Regions from separate parts of the Mus musculus genome. Here regions 1 and 3 are each linked to region 2. Evidence: chromatin contacts called from public HiChIP or PLAC-seq data. All regions are on one chromosome and are shown on one strand. Each heading gives the region's core, a stretch centred on a gene start, on an enhancer-like site or on the middle of the called end of the contact. The rest is flanking DNA. Distances are from core to core; before and after follow the strand shown.

Region 1 (3,281 bases), core at 676-3,175, 810 kb after region 2:
GGTTTCAACTCTTTCCTTGGGAGCCTGATTGGGGACACACAGAGCTCAGGACTCAGGGATCCTGACCAGGGATAAGGAAGGCCTCTGGGGACCCAGGAGGGCGGGACTGTGGTTTTCAGATGCACGGATGACCTAATGTCTGCCTGGCCTGCAGACGCCAGTTCTGCTAGAGTGGCCCTTCCAAGTAGCAGAGCCCTAGGTCGTGCCCTGGGTTTGCCCTGGTGCTCAGGGGGCAGGTTTTCTCCCTCACAAAGCTGCTTGGGAGAATGAACCCATCAGCTGGGATCTCCTGTTTAACCCAGGGCTGCCCAAATCCTGACTGCTTCAGGCAGCGTCACCTTCATCAGCCTGCCCAGGTGGTTTGCAAGGTCCTCTAAGTTTCCCACAGCCTGCTTGTCCCACCTTTATGTATTTGCGTTTGTTTGTTTGTTTGTTTTACATTTTTGTTTTTATTTTGTGTGTGTATGTGCCAAGTACCTTAACCCACTGAACTATCCTGACAGGGTGTGTGTGTGTGTGTGTGTGTGTGTGTGTGTGCATGCATGAGTATAGGTGCCACAGAACATGAGTCAGAGGTCAGAGAACAACCTTCCAGAGTTGGTTCCGTCTATTGGAAATAAGGTGATAGAAATTCAAGAGACTAATAAAGACAAAGCAGTTTTAATGTGTGTTCTGTAGAGGGGCAGAGCATAGAGAAAAAGTGAGAACAGTTGGTGTGCCGATTTGGCTGGCACAAGACTGGTTTTCAAAGTCCTCCCTTCATGAGGAAGTCCCATCCTCCCTTCCTATAGGCCAAGAGTCGCTGCTTTCTCAAACCCCCCATCCTATTGGTTCAGGACACCAATGAATCATTTGGTGCTTAAGACTGCCCACTTTTCTTATCCTGGGTTCAGTCATGTAGCATCCTGCTTGTCGTGCCTTCTGTCCATCAGAGCTCTGCTGAACTCTAAGCACACAACAGGGCTGGAGAGATGGCTCAGTGGTTAAGTCAGTTACTGCTCTTGCAGAGGACCTGAGTTATATTCCTAGCCCATACATCAGGCAGCTTACAACTTCCTGTAACCTCAGTTCCAGGGGATCTAACACCCCTCTGACTTCCTCCTGTACACACAGACACAGACACAAACACACACACACACACACACACACACACACACACACGCACAAATAAATAATAGTTAAAATTAAGGAAAATGGCTTTTCTTTTAAGATTTATTTATTTATTATATGTAAGTTCACTGTAGCTGTCCTCAGATACTCCAGAAGAGGGCATCAGATTTTGTTATGGATGGTTGTGAGCCACCATGTGGTTGCTAGGATTTGAACTCGGGACCTTCGGAAGAGCAGTTGGTGCTCTTAACCACTGAGCCATCTCACCAGCCCAGAAAAATGGCTTTTAAACAAAGAAAAGGAAGGAAGAAAGAAATTGGACCTTAATGTATTTCTTACGTCTCTTTCCACCACGTGGCCGAGAATTGAACTCAGGTGGTAGGGCTGGGTGGCAAGCCCCTTTACCTGAAAAGTCGTCTCAGGAGCCAGGTCACAATGGTCACTGTTGATTGTCACACTTGATCCATCAAGTGAAGATCTTTCAGGTGAGAAGAAGGGATTTGCTCTGAGTAAGGACAAAGCCGGTAGTACCAGAACCCTGACCCTGGCCACTGGGCTACTTAATGAGAAGCGTCTGTCTGTCTCTCATACACTGTCTTACAGGACTCTTGCATGTGTGCTTTTCTCCCTTCACCCGGTGAGACAGGAGGGTTACGACCTCTGATTTTATAGATGAGCAACTGGGGGTAATAGAGTTTTACCAGCTTGCTCAAGGTCACCCACTAGGAAGTCACAAAGCCAGGGCTCATGGTCAAATGCTCTGCTCCCAAACTGATTTCACACTGCGTTCCAGACCACGTCAGCAATACCTCAGTGCCTAGAAGCCAGAGAGGGGTCAGGGCAGTCCCAGAAAGCACACGCTCTCGGGTAGTGTCTGGGAGCAAATGATGAGTCTGTGTCTTTCTCCTCCTCCTCCTCCTCCTCCTCTTCCGAATCTTCCTCCTCCTGCATCCTTTTCTTCTCCTTCCTCTTTTCCCCTTTCTTCTTCCTCTTCATTCCTCTCTTCTTTTGTTTGCTGTCAATCAGGGTCTCTTTTTTTCTGGCCTCAAACTCCCTGTGTATCAGAAGATGACCTTGAACTCCTGATCCCTCTGCCCCCAACTCCCACCTCAATTGTTCTTTAGATGAACATTAGTCCTCTCTAATGACTTTGTATCCCGCTTAACCTAGGAAAAAGCTGCTGTGACCTCAGGTCTGTGGACAATCTAGACGAGATTTTCTACTTCTGAGCACTCTTCTCTTTCTCCTTAATCTCTTAGGGCTCTTTACAACAACAACAAACCCCATAATTGACTCATGGTGGTGCACACCTTTGACCTTGGCACTCGGGAGGCAGAGGCAGGAAGATCTCTGTGAGTTCTAGGCCAGCCTGGTCTACGAAGTGCATTCCAGGACAGCTACAGCTACATACAGAGAAACCGTGTCTGGAAAAACCAAAGCAAACCAAACCAAACAAACAAGCCTCTCCCTGCCCGGCATGGGAGTCCCATTTGATTCCAGTACTCCAGAGATATAGACAGACAGACCTCTCACAGTCTCAAAGACAAAAGAACAGATTAAACCCCACCCCACAACCCATTATTCCCCACCTATTATCCCTTCTATAGAATTTGTATGTAACTGAGGCTGGAGAGATGGCTCAGCAGTTAAGAGTTCTGGCTGCTATTCCAAAGGTCCTGAGTTCAATTCCCAGCACCCACATAGTAGTTCTCGATCATCTATAAAGGGATATGATGTCCTCTTCTGACATGCAAGTGTACATGCAGCATAGCGGTAATATAGATAAAGTAAATTGTGCACAGCAATGACAAGGATGGTCTCCATTCCATTTAGCAAGGGCACATGCAATCCCTGTGCCTTTCACATGTCTCTTATAGGCTTCAGAGTCCATCTGTGAGGGATCCTGGAGTGAGACTCAAGCACAAGTTCACTCTGGACTATATGACCTCCCCACCCTCTCTCACCCCCACATTATTGGTTGGTTTGTTTTGTTTTGTTTTATGTGTGGGAATTTTTTTCCTACATGGATGTATGTGTATCACATACATGCCTGCTGCTGGAAGAGGTCAGAAGGGGGTGTCAAGCACCCTGAGCCTGGTTTCTGTAGAGGTGTTAGTTAAGTGCCATGTTGGTGCTGAACCTGGGTCCTCCGAGCCATCTCTTCAACTGGA
Region 2 (3,133 bases), core at 111-2,610:
AGGGGGATCTTATGGAGCGATTTCTCCACTGAAGTTCATTCTTTCAGATAACTCAAGCTTCTGTCAAGTTGACATAAATCAAGCCAGCACCCCACCCCCACCCCACCCCACGGGAGTCTGAGGGTGTGATGGTAGAGCAGCCTGGCATCAGCCCTTAGTGAAGTGGCAGATACGGAAGACGGCTTCCCCCGATTTAGAGCCCTCTAACCTTAGAGGCTTCCAGGTGACGTATATGCAGTTTTTCCCTTTCTGGACACTATGCCAATGGCCTTGAGCCAAAGTCCTTCAAAAGCCCTCAGGATGGGTCAGGTCCTGGCTCCACAGATTGCCATTGGCAAGCCCGGGTGTGAACCGCCCTGCATAAAGCCCTCAGGAGAGAACCTCTGCCCAGGGTTTCCTTCCCAGAAAGACCCAGGTGTTTTCCAAGGAGGGAGTCCAGACTTGCTCAAGGCTTCTGAGTTCTGCATGGCTCCAGGTACAGGCCGTGGAGGAGGGAAGGAAATAAGACCCTACTTCTGCACCTCACAGCCAGTATGCCCTGCTTACACAGTTCAGCTTTGGTGGTATTACCCCCTATTAGTCAGGGAGCAAAAAGGTCGGGGTGTGTGTGTGTGGGGGGGGAAGGGGTGTCAGGTTACATGGCTTAGTGATGGCGCAAACTCAGGTCCAAAGCCCGGGCTCTCTTCAAACAGCCAGGGGTGGGGGCCGGAAGGAGAGGTTGGGTGTTGTGGAGTATTGAAAGAAGGAAAGGTGGGCAGGGCCAGGTGAGAAGAGGAGAAGCTGGCGTCTAGGAGACCAGGTGAAGAAAGTTGGGGGGAGAGGATGGCTCCAAGGGCCGGGATCTAGAAGGGAATGAGGGCGCTCCGGGCGCTGGGCGAGGTGCGTTGGGGATAGTCAAGATGGTGGTTATGGAACAGGCAGAGCAGGTGTGGGGCACAAGTCCCTCGAACTCTGGCAGGACGGGGAAAGGCTCCAGTGCTGTATCTCAACGCCCAGGTAATAAGGCTCGCAACCATGGCCGTAGCCTCTTGGTCCTAAGCGGCGCGCAGGTGAGGCCCGGCTGGGCGGGGCGGACCGCCCACGCTCCCGGCTCCGCTCCTCACCCTACACGTCTGCGTTGCCATGACTACCGCCCGGGCGCTGCAGCCCCCATTTAATGAGAGGGGTTGATCACCCCCCCAGGCCCTTCACAAACTCGGATCCCGCGGGACCGGAATGCGGGGTCCCGGATGGCTGGGGCCGCGTACCCCGTTCTCCCGGCAGCTTCCGGCCTGGTCCGGGCGGCGCGCGGGGGGAGGGCGGCCCGACGGGCGGGGGGTGGGGGGGTGGAAGGAGCGGAGCCCGGGCCGGCCGACGCGGCTTTGTCTCCTTTGTTCCCAGCGGAGGCAGCGCCGCGGCGGGAGGGGCGGGCGGCGGGCGCAGTTTTTTCCGCCCCTCGGTCTCCGGGTAACAGCTGCGGCTCCGCCAGACCCACCTCCGAGGGGAGGGAAGGCCGCCGCGCGCAGATCTGAGCTAGCCCGGAGCTGCGGGCGGACGCCTCGCCGCGCGCATCCCGCAGGAGGGTCGGGCGGTGAGTTGCGAGACTTGGGCAGGGAAGGCGGGGTTGCAGGCGAGAGCCGCGCGCACCCAGGTGGAACGGCCCGAGGCCTCGATCCCGCTGGGCACAGGCAGCCGGAGTGGTGTCTCCGGTGGGTGGCTTCGGTCCTCAGAGTTGGGACCACACTCGCGCGCGCGAAGGCAAACTCTGGCGGCACCGCCTGTAACGCGATTGGGAGACAGAGGAGGTGGAGCTGCTCCTCCGCGCCCCCTCCTCGCTGCCGCCACCGCCGCTTTCGGGACCGGCCGGCCCCTTCCCCGCCCTCCCTGGGCCACTGGTGGGGTCTTTGTCCCGTGGAGCGGCGGAGGGAGGAGGGTTGAGGATGAGTCGAAGCAAGGAAGTGGAGGCTTCCCCATAGGATAACAGATCTTTCAGGCAGAGACTGACAAAGGAGGACCACGAGCCTTTTAACACTTGGACTCTGTCTCGGTACCCACACACCCAGCCGGTGCTTGACGAGCGCCTTAATTTATGGCGGGTGTCTGGTAAATGATGGCTCCCTTCCACCCTACTCAACATCCAGACGGCAGGTGTGTAGTGCACACCACTTCACTGTCAAAAAGTAACTCTCCCTTTTAAGTGGATACTGGGATAGGGGCGGGAGTGTGGGTGGCCGAGCTCAGAAAGGGAAGGCCAGTTTCCCCCAACTCCCAGACAAGTGCAGATGTGGAAGGGGCTGAATTTGTGAGTCTTCTTGGTTGTGAGAGCAGCTGCAGGAGAGGGTTAGGTGTTGCTTGTCCTTTGCAGAAGTCAGGCAACCAGTCTTGGGCCCTGCCGTAGGGTTTCGGGGAGTGTGGGTTCTAAAGAGGCCTATGGGGCAGGCCTGGGCACAGGCAGAGTTAGTTAGACTTTGGCGATGAGCCTGGACAGCCTGAGATGTGGGGAGTTAGGGAGGAGATACTGGCAGTGCAAGTTAGGGACGTGAGGCTTGGCTCCAAATAAGCCCTAGTCCGATCATTAATAAAACTGGGCCGATTCCTCGGCTTTTGAGATGCTAAGAGGCTTGAAAGCGGAGTGTGAGCTCCATATTACCCCTCTAGTCTGGATCTCCTTGGCAGTGAAATGGGGGCTCTGTCACCATGTAGGGAACACCTGCTCTGCGTTGGGTCTGCTGGTTACTGGAGCCTTCTTATAAAAAGCAGGTACTCTCTGCCTTTAAAGAGCTCTTGTCTAGGGTGGGAGGACGGAACAGAAGAAAATGGTCTCGGGGCCCACTCATGCCAGGTACACCCCAGAGGAGTCCTTCCTCCCCTCCCACTAATGGGAAATCTGAGGCTCAGAGCCCAAGGAAGAGCAGGATAGATAGGTCAGGCCTGGTAGCTGGGCGTGTCCATTTCATCTACCACACAGGGTTACCTCCTCGGGAGCCGGAGAGGCCTCAGGAGGCTCCTCAGGGAGGTGATGGCAGGGTGTGGGAGGTAATGGGAGACAGAGGGAGTGGGCATTCCAGGCTGAGGGAACAGCCCTTGTATTGGCAGGGAGGAACAGAAGAACAAGCCTGCAGTTTAGGCTGGAACGAGGGGCATGTGTGGGGGA
Region 3 (3,139 bases), core at 85-2,584, 980 kb after region 2:
CTTTGGGAGGTAGAAAGAGTCTTCTATTTTATAAAAACTCTTAGCCGGGCAGTGGTGGCTCATGTCTTTAATCCCAGCACTTGGGAGGCAGGAGGATTTCTGAGTTCGAGGCCAGCCTGGACTACAGAGTGAGTTTCAGGACAGACAGGACTGCACAGAGAAACCCTGTCTCGAAAAACAAAACAAAAAAACTCTAGAAAGTTGGATGTGTGGTTCCTCAGAGCACTTGGAAGACAGAGCAGCAGAATCATGATGAGTTTGGCGCCATGGCTTCAGGGTTTAGGGAGTTTGGAGAGAAAGCTTCAGAAACTGTGAAGGTAAGAGACACTGCACATGAGCCCCATTTATTTTTGGTTCTTACCAGACACATTTAATATCTCCATCCCTTGATGTGAGAGGAATCTGTCCAAATGAGAACTAGGGTTTCCTCTGGTGAACACTGTGCTGTGAAATGAACCACGTACCCTGACTTTTCTAAACTACAGTGCTTAACATTAAGAAAGTTCTGAGGCTGGGTGTGGTGGCACAACTTTTAATTTCAGCAGAGGGAGACAGAGGCAGGGGGATCTCTGAATTTGAGGCCATCTTGGTCTGCATGGTGAGTTTCATGACTATGCAGAGTGAGTGGGTGAAGATGGCAACAACAAAGAACATTCTGGGACCAACACATTAACTAAGGGGAGAAAAGCACTTACTACCAACCCTAACAGCATGAACTTAATCCACAGAAACCCTGTAGTGGAAGGAGAAAGCTGGCTCCTACGATTATCTTCTGACCTCCATACATGCTGTACACAAGTGTGGATGTGCATACTTGGACACACACACTAACTTTAATAAGCATATTCTAGTTGCATGGGTTTCAGTTTTATGTGTCAAATGTTAACAGCCTTGGGAACCCAGGATGTAGAAAAAATGGTGGTATTCTAGTTCACCCTTAACTGTTGTCAACTTGAACTGTTCTGTCAGCATCCAGAGTAGGATACTTAAATTGTATTAATCCAAAATTGTTAAAATTGAATAGGGGGTCTGGAGAGATGACAGAAGTTAAGAACCCAGGCATAGTTCCCAGAATCCACATCTATAGCTTACAACCCTTTGTATGTAAATTGTGTTTACAGGAGCCTAGTGCAGTTATATGTATGCAAAACATTCATATAGATAACATTTTTAAAAATATTTTAAAGAAATTGAATATAGGCACAGAAATGCAGCAGAATCATGGTTCATTTGGAAGATGTTAATGACAGGCTGGGATCCTTCTGGGACAAGGACCTCAGAGCAGTCCTGGCTGTGGCCCAGCCGGCCCGGTGTCTGGGCTGGGCTCCAGATGACCTCATCCCCCTTTTCACTCTTCTTGGTCTTCCATGCTACAAACACTCAACGCTCTAAATACCTTGGGCTAGTTGTGGGTTATTGTGTATTGCCGTGTACCTGATGATGTCATGCTTCCGTCACCAGGGGCTGGAGCCATGTGCGGGACAGGGACAGCAGCGCAGTGGAGGCATGAGGGCATTGTGATTTAGAATGACAGACAGGCTCACACGTGCTCACAGAGAAGCACTGATTCGATCTTAGCCTTTGAACGATTTCTTCATAAACGCATGAGCTCTTCTTTCAGACCTGGCCTGTGGTTCTTCTTTCTGTGCCCCTTGCTCAGGGATCGCTGCGGATCTAGACTAGGAGTGTGTCGTCCTAGGGGCAAGGGTGACTGCTTCTTTCTGCCTGGTATCCTGGCCTTGCTTTTTTTTTTCTTTTTCTGCCTTCTTCCTTCCTTGGCATCTAGGCTCTCATCTTGGTTTGAAACTTGCCCCTCCCCCTCAACCCCGTTTATCTCCATCCAGGCCAAAGTAGAGAAAAAAACAGAGGCAGCTACCACAGCTGGGAAGCCTGAACCTAATGCAGTCACTAAAGCAGCCGGCTCCATTGCGAGTGCACAGAAACCGCCTGCTGGGAAAGTGAGTTTTATTTAGGTTTCCCTCTCTGAGGTGAAGTGGGAACATCATTCTCCTAGCCTGAGTCATTTTCCCTTCTATTCCACTTTGTTCCTGTTCTTAACTAGTTCCTACTTTTTCCTGTGTTCCTTCCTCTAGTTAATGACTCAGCTGTCAGACAGTTTTTATATCAACCAGTGAAAGCCAACCAAGTTGTGAGCTCTTACCCCACTGTAGTCAGTCAGATGAAGGGAACGTGAAACTGTTAGACACTTCCTTAACATTTCAAACTCATCTAGTATGCATACAATACATCATACCCAGGTTCTTCTTCAGAAGTCAGGGCCTTGTCTCCTGACCGTAAAGTTGCTGCTAGGTATGGAGACAGATGCGCCTGTCTGGCTAAAATCAATCCACTGTTAATGTCATGAAAAAGTCAAGAACTTAAAGGAGCATGGTAAGGTACTCGGGTTCCTCAGCGTGAGTTCCAGGTTCTCTTGGTAGCCCAGCACATTTCCTTTGCAAAGAGCCTCTCGTTCTGAGGAAAAGGAGGGAAGGAAGGACCTTTCTTCTTGAAAGCTATAAGCTATGTTACTCTTTCCAGGGCTAGGGTGTTGCAGTACAGCCAGGTTGTGCTCTTCTGAATTGTACATCACTGTCTCACCATTTTGGTTGGTCTCTTTGTTCACCAACACATTATTATATATCTAAAGGATTCAGAGAGGCGTAAAACCAGATATGCTTGCTGTAATCCTAGTAGAGCTAACAGTGAGACAGAAGGATCAGGAATTTGAGGCCTGTGTGGAGTATACAGCAGGTCCCAGGTGAGCCTTATCTACATTGTGAGACCCTACTTCAAACACAAAAATGAAGCCTGGCCTCCTCCATCAGAGTTTCTGAAACAGATGGGTGAGTGCTGCTGAGTCTGTTGCCTGTGCGCCCCCTGGTGTCAGGTTCAGGATCATGGGACCATTTGCCTTTTTAGATGAACAATGTGTCTTCCTTCCTGTTGTTATCAGATCTGTGCTGTTAACCAGCTGCCCAACAATTCTTAGAGCAGCCTTTGTTTCTGGGAATGAGTCAGGTTGCAACTGTCCCAGGCCCCAACTGGGAACTGGTTCAGAGCATCAGTATCCTTGCTGAGAAAAGCTAGAGTCCAGCTTTCAGAGAAAAGGGGCTCATCAAGAAGGTAGGGCCATATTTGG

What was found. HiChIP or PLAC-seq counts read pairs in DNA pulled down with a chosen protein or histone mark.
Region 1: an RNA polymerase II HiChIP or PLAC-seq map of embryonic stem cells shows a contact between it and region 2, with 8 read pairs. The contact joins the enhancer-like site here to the promoter of Plxnb1 in region 2. A contact is called at or near these places in 1 of 39 promoter capture datasets (cranial neural crest), 11 of 115 datasets of contacts at active chromatin or transcription factors (astrocytes, embryonic forebrain, embryonic limb bud and 7 more) and 2 of 9 other capture datasets (embryonic stem cells and macrophages).
Region 3: an H3K4me3 HiChIP or PLAC-seq map of forebrain shows a contact between it and region 2, with 13 times the contacts expected there. The contact joins the enhancer-like site here to the promoter of Plxnb1 in region 2. A contact is called at or near these places in 2 of 39 promoter capture datasets (cranial neural crest and embryonic stem cells) and 8 of 115 datasets of contacts at active chromatin or transcription factors (astrocytes, cardiomyocytes, craniofacial prominence and 4 more).

Annotation. Positions count from the first base shown.
Region 1 is chr9:109,907,451-109,910,731 of GRCm38.p6, forward strand. No RefSeq gene overlaps it. Among named protein-coding and RNA genes, the nearest start is that of Mir7089, 19 kb to the left of the region's middle. Within about 2 kb of position 1,926, at least 31 of the 459 cell types and tissues checked have an H3K27ac peak or open chromatin away from gene starts, as enhancers often do. A contact at or near this core is called in embryonic stem cells, where this site is marked.
Region 2 is chr9:109,094,076-109,097,208 of GRCm38.p6, forward strand. Plxnb1 (plexin B1) reads left to right here and starts at 1,361. Exons shown (of 38, transcript NM_172775.2): 1 at 1,361-1,570. Gm7628 (predicted gene 7628) reads right to left here. Exons shown (of 2, transcript NR_168955.1): 2 at 1-1,757.
Region 3 is chr9:110,069,182-110,072,320 of GRCm38.p6, forward strand. It overlaps Map4 (microtubule-associated protein 4), which reads left to right. Exons shown (of 19, transcript NM_001205330.1): 14 at 1,845-1,958. Among named protein-coding and RNA genes, the nearest start is that of Dhx30, 47 kb to the right of the region's middle. Within about 2 kb of position 1,335, at least 53 of the 459 cell types and tissues checked have an H3K27ac peak or open chromatin away from gene starts, as enhancers often do. A contact at or near this core is called in embryonic forebrain and forebrain, where this site is marked.